Linked DNA regions of Hordeum vulgare: region 1 is linked to region 2. A link is a contact called in public Hi-C data. All regions are on one chromosome and are shown on one strand. The core of a region is the stretch at or near the end of the contact, and the rest is flanking DNA. Distances in the headings are between cores, read along the strand shown. Region 1 holds the start of LOC123406996 (gibberellin-regulated protein 3-like). Region 2 holds the start of LOC123409309.

Region 1 (5,329 bases), core at 2,000-4,499, 220 kb after region 2:
TACCCTCTGTTATTTCATTGTCCATCCGTTTGTTTACGAAGTACATGCTCATCCCTGTCGCTGCATCGTTTTCACTTACTTTCTTCACATTATATGGCTATTAAAAATGGAATTATGATGGATGTGTCCTGGCAGCCTTGATCCATTTCTGTATGATGATGAATATGCTCATCCATGTTGCTGCATCATTTTCACCTACTTTCTTTGCATTATACGTCAATTAAAAAATGGAACTGGGATGCTTCTGTCTTGGCATACATGAGAATATGCTACTGCTGCTTTTGTTATTTTTCGCTCTTCCTGTGAAGAATTTCTCCCTGATATACTTTGCTGTCGCTGTTATATAATCCATATCATGGCTCGGCTAATATATCTTTGTACTCTTTCTATTTTCAGAAGAAGTCAGCCTCCAGCCATGGCGGACCTGCAGACGCCGCTGGTGCGACCAAAGAGGAAGAAGGTTCTGGTGGACTACCTGGTGCAGTTCCGATGGATCCTCGTCATCTTCGTGGTCCTTCCGGCCTCCGCTCTCATCTACTTCAACATCTACCTGGGCGACATGTGGTCTGCCATGAAGTCGGAGAAGAAGCGCCAGAAGGAGCACGATGACAACGTGCAGAAGGTCGTCAAGCGGCTCAAGCAGCGCAACCCCAAGAAGGACGGCCTCGTCTGCACGGCCAGGAAGCCCTGGATCGCCGTCGGCATGCGCAACGTGGACTACAAGCGCGTCAGGCACTTCGAGGTCGACCTCTCCGCCTTCAGGAACATCCTTGAGATCGACGCCGAGAGGATGGTTGCCAAGGTCGAGCCGCTCGTCAACATGGGCCAGATATCCAGGGCCACTTGCCCGATGAACCTCTCCCTCGCCGTGGTGGCGGAGCTCGACGACCTTACTGTCGGCGGCCTCATCAATGGCTACGGCATCGAAGGGAGCTCTCACATCTACGGGCTCTTCTCCGACACGGTGGTTGCGCTCGAGATCGTCCTTGCTGATGGCCGGATCGTCAGAGCCACCAAGGACAACGAGTACTCCGACCTCTTCTATGGCGTGCCCTGGTCTCAGGGAACCCTTGGGTTCCTTGTTTCAGCTGAGATCAAGCTCATCCCCATCAAGGAGTACATGAGGCTCACCTACACTCCGGTGAAGGGCCCTCTGAAGGAGTTGGCGCAGGCCTATGCCGACGCCGTCGCGCCGAGAGACGGTGACCCTGCAAAGGTCCCTGACTTCGTCGAAGGGATGGTGTACAACGCGACGGAAGGCGTCATGATGACTGGTGTGTACGCCTCCAAGGAGGAGGCCAAGAAGAAGGGCAACAAGATCAACAGCGTGGGGTGGTGGTTCAAGCCATGGTTCTACCAGCACGCGCAGACGGCGCTGAAGAAGGGCGAGTTTGTGGAGTACATCCCTACGAGGGAGTACTACCACAGGCACACCCGGTGCCTGTACTGGGAGGGGAAGCTCATCCTGCCCTTCGGCGACCAGTTCTGGTTCAGGTTCCTCTTTGGCTGGCTGATGCCCCCCAAGGTGTCCCTGCTCAAGGCCACCCAGGGCGACGCCATCAGGAACTACTACCATGACAACCATGTCATCCAGGACATGCTGGTGCCCCTGTACAAGGTTGGAGACGCTCTGGAGTTTGTTCACCAGGAAATGGAGGTACGTTTATCTTCCCTTTTGCTAGGGATTTGCTATGAAACCATCTACCCTTTTTGTTCACCAGGAAATCATGACAATAGGTACCTAATATTGCTGCTTATGTTCACTGAATGTTGATATAGTACTGTACTTAATAGGTGCCTGATATTGCTGCTAATATTAGTCTGAAAGAAAGAAAGAATGCTGTTTGTTACTCTGACTGAAACTACTGAAGGAAGGAAGGACGTATTTCTCATGATAATATTACGATGATGATGTAACAGGTGTACCCGCTGTGGCTGTGCCCTCACCGGCTGTTCAAGCTTCCGGTGAAGACGATGATCTACCCGGAGCCAGGGTTCGAGCACCACCAGCGGCAGGGGGACACGAGCTACGCGCAGATGTTCACGGACGTGGGGGTGTACTACACGCCGGCCTTCATCTTCAGGGGGGAGCAGTTCGACGGCGTGGAGGCGGTGAAGCGGCTGGAGCAGTGGCTGATCGAGAACCACAGCTACCAGCCGCAGTACGCGGTGACGGAGCTGAACGAGAAGGACTTCTGGCGCATGTTCGACGCGTCGCACTACGAGCACTGCCGGCAGAAGTACGGCGCCGTGGGCACCTTCATGAGCGTCTACTACAAGAGCAAGAAGGGGCGCAAGTCCGAGAAGGAGGTCCAGGAGGCCGAGGCCGCCATCCTCGAGCCCGCCTACGCCGACGAGGCCTAGCTCCATGTTTCGGTTTCGGTTTCTTGTGAGGACGAGGAGATGCTGGTCGTCGTCGGCCGTTCGGAGCTGTGGATTAATTGATTTCCTTTTTTGGTTGCTTCCTTAATTAATAAGTAGAACTTGATGGATCGTGTAGCGTTGGAACCTGATGATTCGGATTGCGTAGCACTCTGTCGTTGCTGCTGTCTGGCAGCGCTTGATTTGCCCCCTTTTCTTATCCGTGGAATTGGAATTGGTTAGAGCTTAAATCAGGAGGATGTGTATGTTATTGTTATCCCTGTTTTGATTGACTGGAATAATGATGTGATGGATGCTTTGTGGTGAACCCTGCCTGCCTATGTATCCGTTCCCAGGATTTGTGCTTGTGCGCCAAGCTCAAGCTGGGGACCTGAATGACGTTGGGATGTTGTAGACAGCACGTATAAGCACAAGCCACAAACATTTTTCTGATTCGGAGGTGAAAACTGAACGAGAACTAACAACTCTTGTTGAGTGAGTGAGTGAGTGATGTTGATGGTGTAGTAATGTGCTTGCACTTGGTTGCCAGATGAAGTTGATTCAGGGATAGAAAAATTCCAAGATGAATGAAGATGCACTAGTGTGGTTGCTTGCTTGGGACCAACCAAAGGTGGCTCTGCACTGCATCCATCATTGTGTCTGTGCTTGCTGGGTGCTTGCTCGGTCACGGGAGAGACGCTGCAGCTGCATGTGAGGGAGGGACATACATGCTCACATACATACGGAGTACATACATTCATACAGAGGCGCAATCATTAATAAGCACAGAGGCATGGTCTCCGTGTCCGTGGTAGCTAGCTCTGCTTCCTCTCTCGGCTCTGCCACCACCACGCCGGCTTCACTGCTGCACTGCATTGCATTTACATTACATAAGCGACAGACAACCCTTCCTCCTCCCGGATCTCTCTGGAGCCTCCCCCTATATACCATACCTTAAGCTTGAACCCTCACAAACCCCTTGCCCACCCACTTGCCGGCCTCAAGCTATCATCCATGGCGACCACCAGCCAGAAGCAGCTCCTCGCTCCTCGCCTCCTCCTTCCTCCTCTCCTGCTGCTCTTGACGCTCCTCCTATCCACCCACCACCAACCTGCCGCCGCTTCCGATCCACTGGTAAGCCAATCAAACACGCATGCAAATGCAAAGCACACCTTTTTACCCTCAGATCTGAGCCCTTCTTCCGCTGCTGCAGGTGAACCACGGCGCCATGAGACCCACCAGCGGCAGCTCCCTGCTCCAGCAGCAGCAGCCGCCTCCCAGACTAGGTACGTACGCTCTGACAAACACCACAAGCTCTGCTCAGCCTAACATAACATACACTGATGCGGTTGCTTTCCTTGCTGCCTCGCGCTCGCCGGCGGCGATGCCGGACCGGAGAGCAGACTGCCCCAAGGTGTGCCTGGGCCGGTGCGCCAACAACTGGAAGAACGAGATGTGCAACGACAAGTGCAACGTCTGCTGCCAGCGCTGCAACTGCGTCCCCCCCGGCACCGGCCAGGACACCCGCCACATCTGCCCCTGCTACGACACCATGACCAACCCCCACAACGGCAAGCTCAAGTGCCCCTAGTCCCTACACCACACCATCTTCTTCTTCCTCTCCTTCAGATATGTGGTCTCATGTCATGTCCTACTAGTACGTATGTGATCTTCAGACACCACTCTGCACTGCAGTGTTCCCACCCTCAGGGAACAATGGTTTGTGATCATTCCTCCTCCTAGCATCAAATAAAAGAGAGTTTCTGTTGGTTGGTCACCAGATCTATGTTGTGATTGTGATGGTGAAGATGGTGCAACAGCTTCTGTTAATTTCCTGCACACCTGTTGTTCATCATCAGATCTATATTATGCATCTACACAGAGTTGGTTAGACACATGTCTGAGTTGAGTTTCAGGCGTATATGTACACACATGACACATCACACGGGCGGGTGTGAGCAAGCTATTTTGAATTAAAGACGGGTTGCACCTATCAACAACCCCAACTACACTAGTAAGCAGTGAGCTAAACAACAACTCATGGTCTCGTCTGGTGTCATTTGAGCAGCACCATCTTCACATGCACTCTACTACCACACATATATACAGGTTGTTGACGAAGGTGACAGGCGGACGGCGCCGCTGAGTCGTCAAGGTTCTTCTGGTTACAGGGGAAGAGGCGTTCGTCCGTCAGCCGTTCTGAAACATGGTGCATCTGGAGCTATCTACCGTTGCTGCCGGGACAGGAAGAACTCGTAGTCCGGGTGCCTGTTTCTCCGCGCCTGGTCCTTCTTCCACACGTCCGCCCTCGCCATGGCTGCCGCGGCTTGGTTCAGCGTCGACAACCGTTCTTGAAGAACCTGAGATGGTTCGCTTGACGAGGACTCTGCATCTTCTGAACCGGATCTGCTCCTCTGAAACCACCACTCCCCCTGCAACGCGAGATGCAAAGAGTCATCCACCATGTATTATCCGTCGTTTCCAGAGCGAAGAATAAGCGAGCAACCACTCTAGCCACTCTGTTTGTTTCGGCGACTAGTCGACTGAAACCACACATACACTTGGCCAAAAGCAGACAGACTACTAAGTACTACCAACTAACACACTGAGAATTGACTTGGGACCATCCTGATAACACTTTCTGACCATGACTTAGAACGGAACCACAATATATTAAATTGGAATCTGTCGAAAATGGGACTGACGAGGATCCCTCTTTAGCCCAATGAAGGGCTGGCAAGCGGCGAATGAGAACCATCAAGCATTTTAGGAGTTTGTTCAGCGATATTCACGTCATCACCTGCAATTTTACCTCATAACCAACATGGCTTTCAACGTCTGGGGTCTTAACACCAACTTAAACAATCTTCGGTGAACATGTGTCATCAGAAAAACAGCCATCTTACCTTGTCGTTGTAAGATTGCAAACCCATGACTGGCAAAACAGCATGACCGTGGCCAGCCTGGT
Region 2 (5,430 bases), core at 2,207-4,706:
CAAAAATAAATAAAAACCGAAAACCTTTGTTTTCTGCAAACCTACACGTCAATGGGGTGGTTTTCTGCAATTCACTTGTTATGCTGAAAGCCTGAAACGATCTGCCAGTGGCATATGTGCTGCTTACGAACCACCTTGTAACTTGGTATGTTTGCTGTTGTTGACTATCCATGGTGGCTAGTTTCGCCGAACTTTGTGACTGCTGCGGTGCACATCCTTTGTAACAGCTGATGTGAGATCTGCTGCTAATTCACCATTCGTCTTAAGTGAACTCTGTAACATCAGATTGGGGTACTGGTATGCATTCAGGGTTGAATCGTGTACTGTTGACACTCTCTCAACTGAACTGAACTGAACTGGACCCATTGCGGAGCCGCTGCTGTACCAGGAAAATGGAAAGCCTGCAGTTTTTAGTTCGATGCCATCATCACAAAACTTGGGCAAAATTAGAACTTGCTGCATTTTCCCGTGTTGCGAGATGGAATGAAAAAACAATCAAGAATCTCATTCCGCTTCAGGTACTGAATATATTGACGGTTTATTTCGATATAGTAAGATGAGTTCCCCGAATGGACCTTGCATCTCCAGAGCAGAGTATTCAACCTGCAGTGCAGACACAGGCAATCAACAGGTTTCGGAAAGAGCAAACCAACAACGGGCAGAATGAAGACAGACGACGGTTTCAATGGCTCACTGACAGGCAGGCCCTGCAGCCACATCTACTCAAGATAGATACCTATATGTACAGGAAAATACACTAGTGACTGTATGTTTGCACTTTCCTAAATATAACGAGCAAACCGAATAAAGTGGACAAGCCGGTGGTTAACCAGGGTACCATGTATTTTACTCCGTATATAGTGTGATATACAATTATACATGACGAATGATGAATTATAAGGGCCTAATGAATTAGCAGCAGATGCCACATGAGAAAAAAGCAGGATGAGGAGGGTGAAGATCCAACTGCAAGTTGTTTGACAACTCCGCAGTCCGTCATGCGATCATTGCCGCCATGAGGAACAAGGATTGAGGTGGCAGAAGATCATGTCCAACCAAGTCAACTCTTCCATTTTCCCCCTCTCAACCCAGCTCATAGTGATGATGGCATGACAGATGGAGCTTGCAGCAGCAGAGTGGTCATACAAACAGAACACTTCTATTGTGCCGTTACATAGTCATAGACTAAAACTCAGTCCAAAGCAGCTTTCATCCTGCGACCCGCCGCGGGCTTTGGCAGGCCGTCGAGCAACGGACGGGTGAAGGACTCGTGGTTGAAGGTCCACTTGGAGCTCGACCACATGGAGACCCCATTGTTCTCCGAGTCCGCAAAGCTCGGCGCGCTCGGCGACTTCCGCACTACGGATTTCAACCCGTTCAGAAACGAGACACCGTTGTTCTTCGCGCTCGTATCTGGGCTGCTCGTGTCAGTACTCAGACGCATGCTGGAGACCGGCCTCGGCAGGAAGCTCTTGATCATCTTGATCGAGTCCGACAGAAGGTCGTCCTGGGTATCGGATTCCACTTTCTGCCGCCGACGTATGGAACCATCTTGCTTTTCTTTGGCCGCCCCATTGCCTCTGCCAGTGCTCTGTGTACTGTCAGGCAGAGAAGAAGAAATTGGGAGTATTTCGCTGCCAATACCTTGGGAGCTTCCCTTGCTGTACAAGGACATTTCTGTACTCAAATCCATGTCATCTCCTCCTTGAGAACTCAGGCCATAGTAGCTCTGCAAGCTGCTCATTGCGAGCGACGACTGCTGCTGTCTAGTCTTTTCAGAATCTGGTGAAGTCACAATGTCCCTGTTTTGCTGATTGTTTTGCTGATTGTTCGGAGCCCACGCTCTGAAAAAAAAACAGAGAATAGCTTAGAGAGTGTTCTTAAGTTCAACTGCAGTATTAAAAATGTCTGGTATGAAAGAACAAAGACTATTGTATTTACATACCATGTACACCAACCTAAATAGTCAAAACGTGAGTGAAATGTCATGAAGCAAAATCACATGGAACAAATTAACATGAGGAAATCTTTACCTTTTCGTCCGTAGGCTGGATCCATTCAGCTTCACAGAGGATGGCATGGGCCTTCCTGGTAGAGGTATGAGCAATGCCTTGTGCGCATACATCTGGCTGTCAGTCACGAGACTATTCGCCCTCTTAATGTCCGAGATCTACACAGAAAGGAGTATAATCTTAACATGGTAACCAAACTCGGTGTATTTGTACTTTGGGAGATAGCCCCAAAATGACAACTGGAACCAACTAAACTACCCTGACCAACAGGAGGTCCAAATCGATGTGCAACGCAAATGCATAATAGCATTTCATCATGTTACTCCTCCCACGGACTCCCCGCGAAAGCACGACCCGTGATGTCGAAACTCGGTGTTTTTGCTTGCATCAAGCTCATAGCAGGACTACATGGCCCGTGACTACGTTGAAGTGCATAGTTGACGGAGTATTCTGAAGCGGCGCAAGATTAAAGGCCGCACAAGCACTAGCGTAATATCGCAGGCACATGCCAGAGAAAAACATGGGTAATGTTGGGATATTGTCACGGAGGAATGCAGTGCAAATACAGAAATGTTTCGGTGCGACACCCTAAGCTCATCAGAGTTTTTGCATCACATTGCAGGATTACTTCATACATGGCCATGAACGTCTCTGGTTCACAGCGTGTTTTCAGGTGGAGCAAGACACAGGCCATAGCAGCACCAGGCAGGCGCAAACTAGGGAGAACACAGGTAAATGTTTGGATCTTTGTCAGGGACAAGTCCTCCCTCTCTTGTCTTTGAAGTAGAGCAGACTCGGCACGAGACACAGACTCCATGACAAGTTTTTTCTACCGAAATTCCTTGATAATAGTGTTGTTCCTTGCATTCAGTAGGAAGAATATCACCGTTGTTTTTCTGCGTGCAACTCAGCAGCAACTCCACCAAACTAGCAGGGATGGAGAGAGAGAGGGTGGGAGAAGATACCTCGACGCCGTACTTGATGGCGATGCCGGCGAGCGTGTCCATCCGGGACACCTGGTGCTGGAGGAAGCCCTCCTGGCCATGGACGGGCGAGCAGCAGGACGGCGGGGAGGAGGGCGGCGACCGGTCCGGCGACAGCATGAGCGCGCCGCCCAAGCCCAGCCCTCCGCGGGGCCCTCCGTAGAACTCGTCGGAGAGCGGGTGCGAGATCCCCATACCAACAAACCAGGAAAAGAAACCCCCGCTTGTCGTCGGCGGCCCCAGATCAAACAAATCGCGCAGGGCAGGCAGATCCCTCCCGTCCCGTCCCGGCGGCCGGGAGGAGAAATGCGGAGGGGAAGGGTAGGTTGTGAGGGTGGTTGGGTGGGTGGGCTTTGCTTGTCGACGGGGGAGGGGGAGGAAGAAGAGGAGCCAAGCAAAAGCAAAAGCAAAAGCGAAGCCTCCTCTGCTTCTGCTCTTCCCCGGCGCCTTAATCAACCGACGGCCGCTTTCTCCCTGCAAAGATTTGATTTTTATTCTAATAACCTACGGCTGGTTTGGTTACGCGGTTCGGGGAGGAGGTGGAGGTGGGGGTGCACGTGGCCGGCGTGTTCCACGCTCCACTACTTCTCTCGCCGACTGCCGCTGCTTCCTCCTCTTCACACGCCCCCACATCATCAATAAATAAAAAATTGTTTTTTTAAATTTTTTGGAGAGAAAAGAACGCAAGAATTGTTTTTTTCTTCAGAAACACTTTCTCCGTCTTAAAATAAATACCATAAATTCAATATTAAATTATTATTTCCTCCGTTCTTGCCTTAGGTATATATAGAAATAGATGTATCTAAATTCTAAAACGTGACTGGATACATTCATATCTAGACAAATTCAAGATAAAAATTTTGAGACCGAGGAAGTACAAATATAATAATAAGGCAGAGATAATAATTACTTCCTCCGTTCCGAAATAACTGTTTCAAATTTCATACTAGCTCTAGTATAAAGTTGTACTAAGCTTAAGACAGTTATTTTGAGATGGAGTGAGTATATTGGTACGGAGGGAGTATATGGTGGGTTAACGGGAGGGAGCACCGACGCAGCCGGGACGGCGGCAGAAATGAACAGGTGCTTGATTAAAATCTTGCACACTTGTTGATTATTAACCGGTGCATTCTCTGACACTGCTTCACACCAAGAAGATGCTTAAGGTGAAGATGTCAAACAACCACGATTCTTACTCTACCACCCCCCAACACTTTCTAAACATCAAGCTTCCTTCCCTCAAAAAACAAAAGAATACATCAAGATTCCACAGCTGTGTACAGGCAGTAATCAGTTCGTGGCAAAATTTATAGATCTTTAAATGAGTACAGGAAATAATCAAACGATCATACAATTACCTCAACAACAACAAAAAGCATACACAATAAGCCACATGCATGTTTCTTTCGATTTTCAAAGAAAAAAGATTGAAATCCAGAATACAGCATCTCAATACATCTATCTGCCTACCTTTTTGTTTCTGGTCAGATAGTCTGGGTCCAGATTGTGCCAAACTGTGCCCGACCACAAAGACAAAGGCATCACCTCCCTGCTGACCAAGTTCTTCCACTAGGAAGGCACCAGTACCACAACATGGTTGAATTGACCAAGTAGACCTGTTGTTTCATAGGTATGCATGCTTTCCTGACCGGCCGGTCAAACCTGGCTTACTAGCCAACCACTTGTTGCACACATGAACATCTCATTGGCATCATCAGATCTGCTTAACACAATAACAACAACAGGAGAGAACAGCAAAAAGAAACAAGCATATACAGGTACATATGAGAAGCTCTCCTTGGAACCTTCATGCCAAGGAGATTTGTGTTAGTTTACACTTAGGTACCTACCACTACACATTTATCATTGCTTATGTGCACAACTGGCAGTGATTTGTGTTTTTCTCGATTAGGTGCAAATGTACTCAGAGATACACCATTGTCAAACTTATGTTGTACTAGCACATCTACGAATCTTCATTAGATCCTTGCCCAGTTTATTGGTTACATATAAGTATATAGTTCCGACTATGAAAAAGGTCCAATCAAAGAGGTCGAGAGCATGTGCCGTCATTAAACCTCATGACTCTTTGACAAAAAAAATTATGAGTTACTTATATATATTTTTTGAATTCAGAGTTAACACATAGCCGGGAGGGCCGACGCAGCTTGCGCTGGCAGCAGAAACGAACAAGTGGTCATTCTAGTGTATTCTCTGGCACTGCTTAAGAAGAAGTAGATGCTTAAGGTGAAGATGTCAAATTAAACCTGCAAGAATCCTACTCTACCAGTCCAACACTTTCTAAACATGAAGCAAACTGCCAGCTTACAGAGTTGTTGTGTAGAGGCAGTAATCAGTTTGGTAAAATAACAACCAATTTTTTTCCCGACTATATGAGTTGGCGTAAACTGTAGGCAAAGCTGTTTAGATCCTCA

The links. A called contact is a pair of places that touch in the nucleus more often than the background predicts.
Region 1: a Hi-C map of seedling shows a contact between it and region 2, with 2.0 times the contacts expected there. The contact joins the promoter of LOC123406996 here to the promoter of LOC123409309 in region 2. A contact is called at or near these places in 2 of 6 Hi-C or Micro-C datasets (leaf and seedling).

What each region holds. Positions count from the first base shown.
Region 1 is chr7H:624,169,402-624,174,730 of MorexV3_pseudomolecules_assembly, forward strand. It overlaps LOC123406996 (gibberellin-regulated protein 3-like), which reads left to right and starts at 3,250. Exons shown (of 3, transcript XM_045100018.1): 1 at 3,250-3,495; 2 at 3,575-3,647; 3 at 3,765-4,141. The coding sequence starts at 3,376. The coding sequence ends at 3,952. LOC123406994 (delta(24)-sterol reductase) reads left to right here. Exons shown (of 3, transcript XM_045100017.1): 2 at 397-1,657; 3 at 1,921-2,689. The coding sequence starts at 416. The coding sequence ends at 2,364. It overlaps LOC123406993, which reads right to left. Exons shown (of 8, transcript XM_045100015.1): 7 at 5,268-5,329; 8 at 4,317-4,793. The coding sequence ends at 4,587.
Region 2 is chr7H:623,951,855-623,957,284 of MorexV3_pseudomolecules_assembly, forward strand. LOC123409309 reads right to left here and starts at 3,457. Exons shown (of 3, transcript XM_045102247.1): 1 at 2,978-3,457; 2 at 2,034-2,170; 3 at 823-1,844. The coding sequence starts at 3,190. The coding sequence ends at 1,193.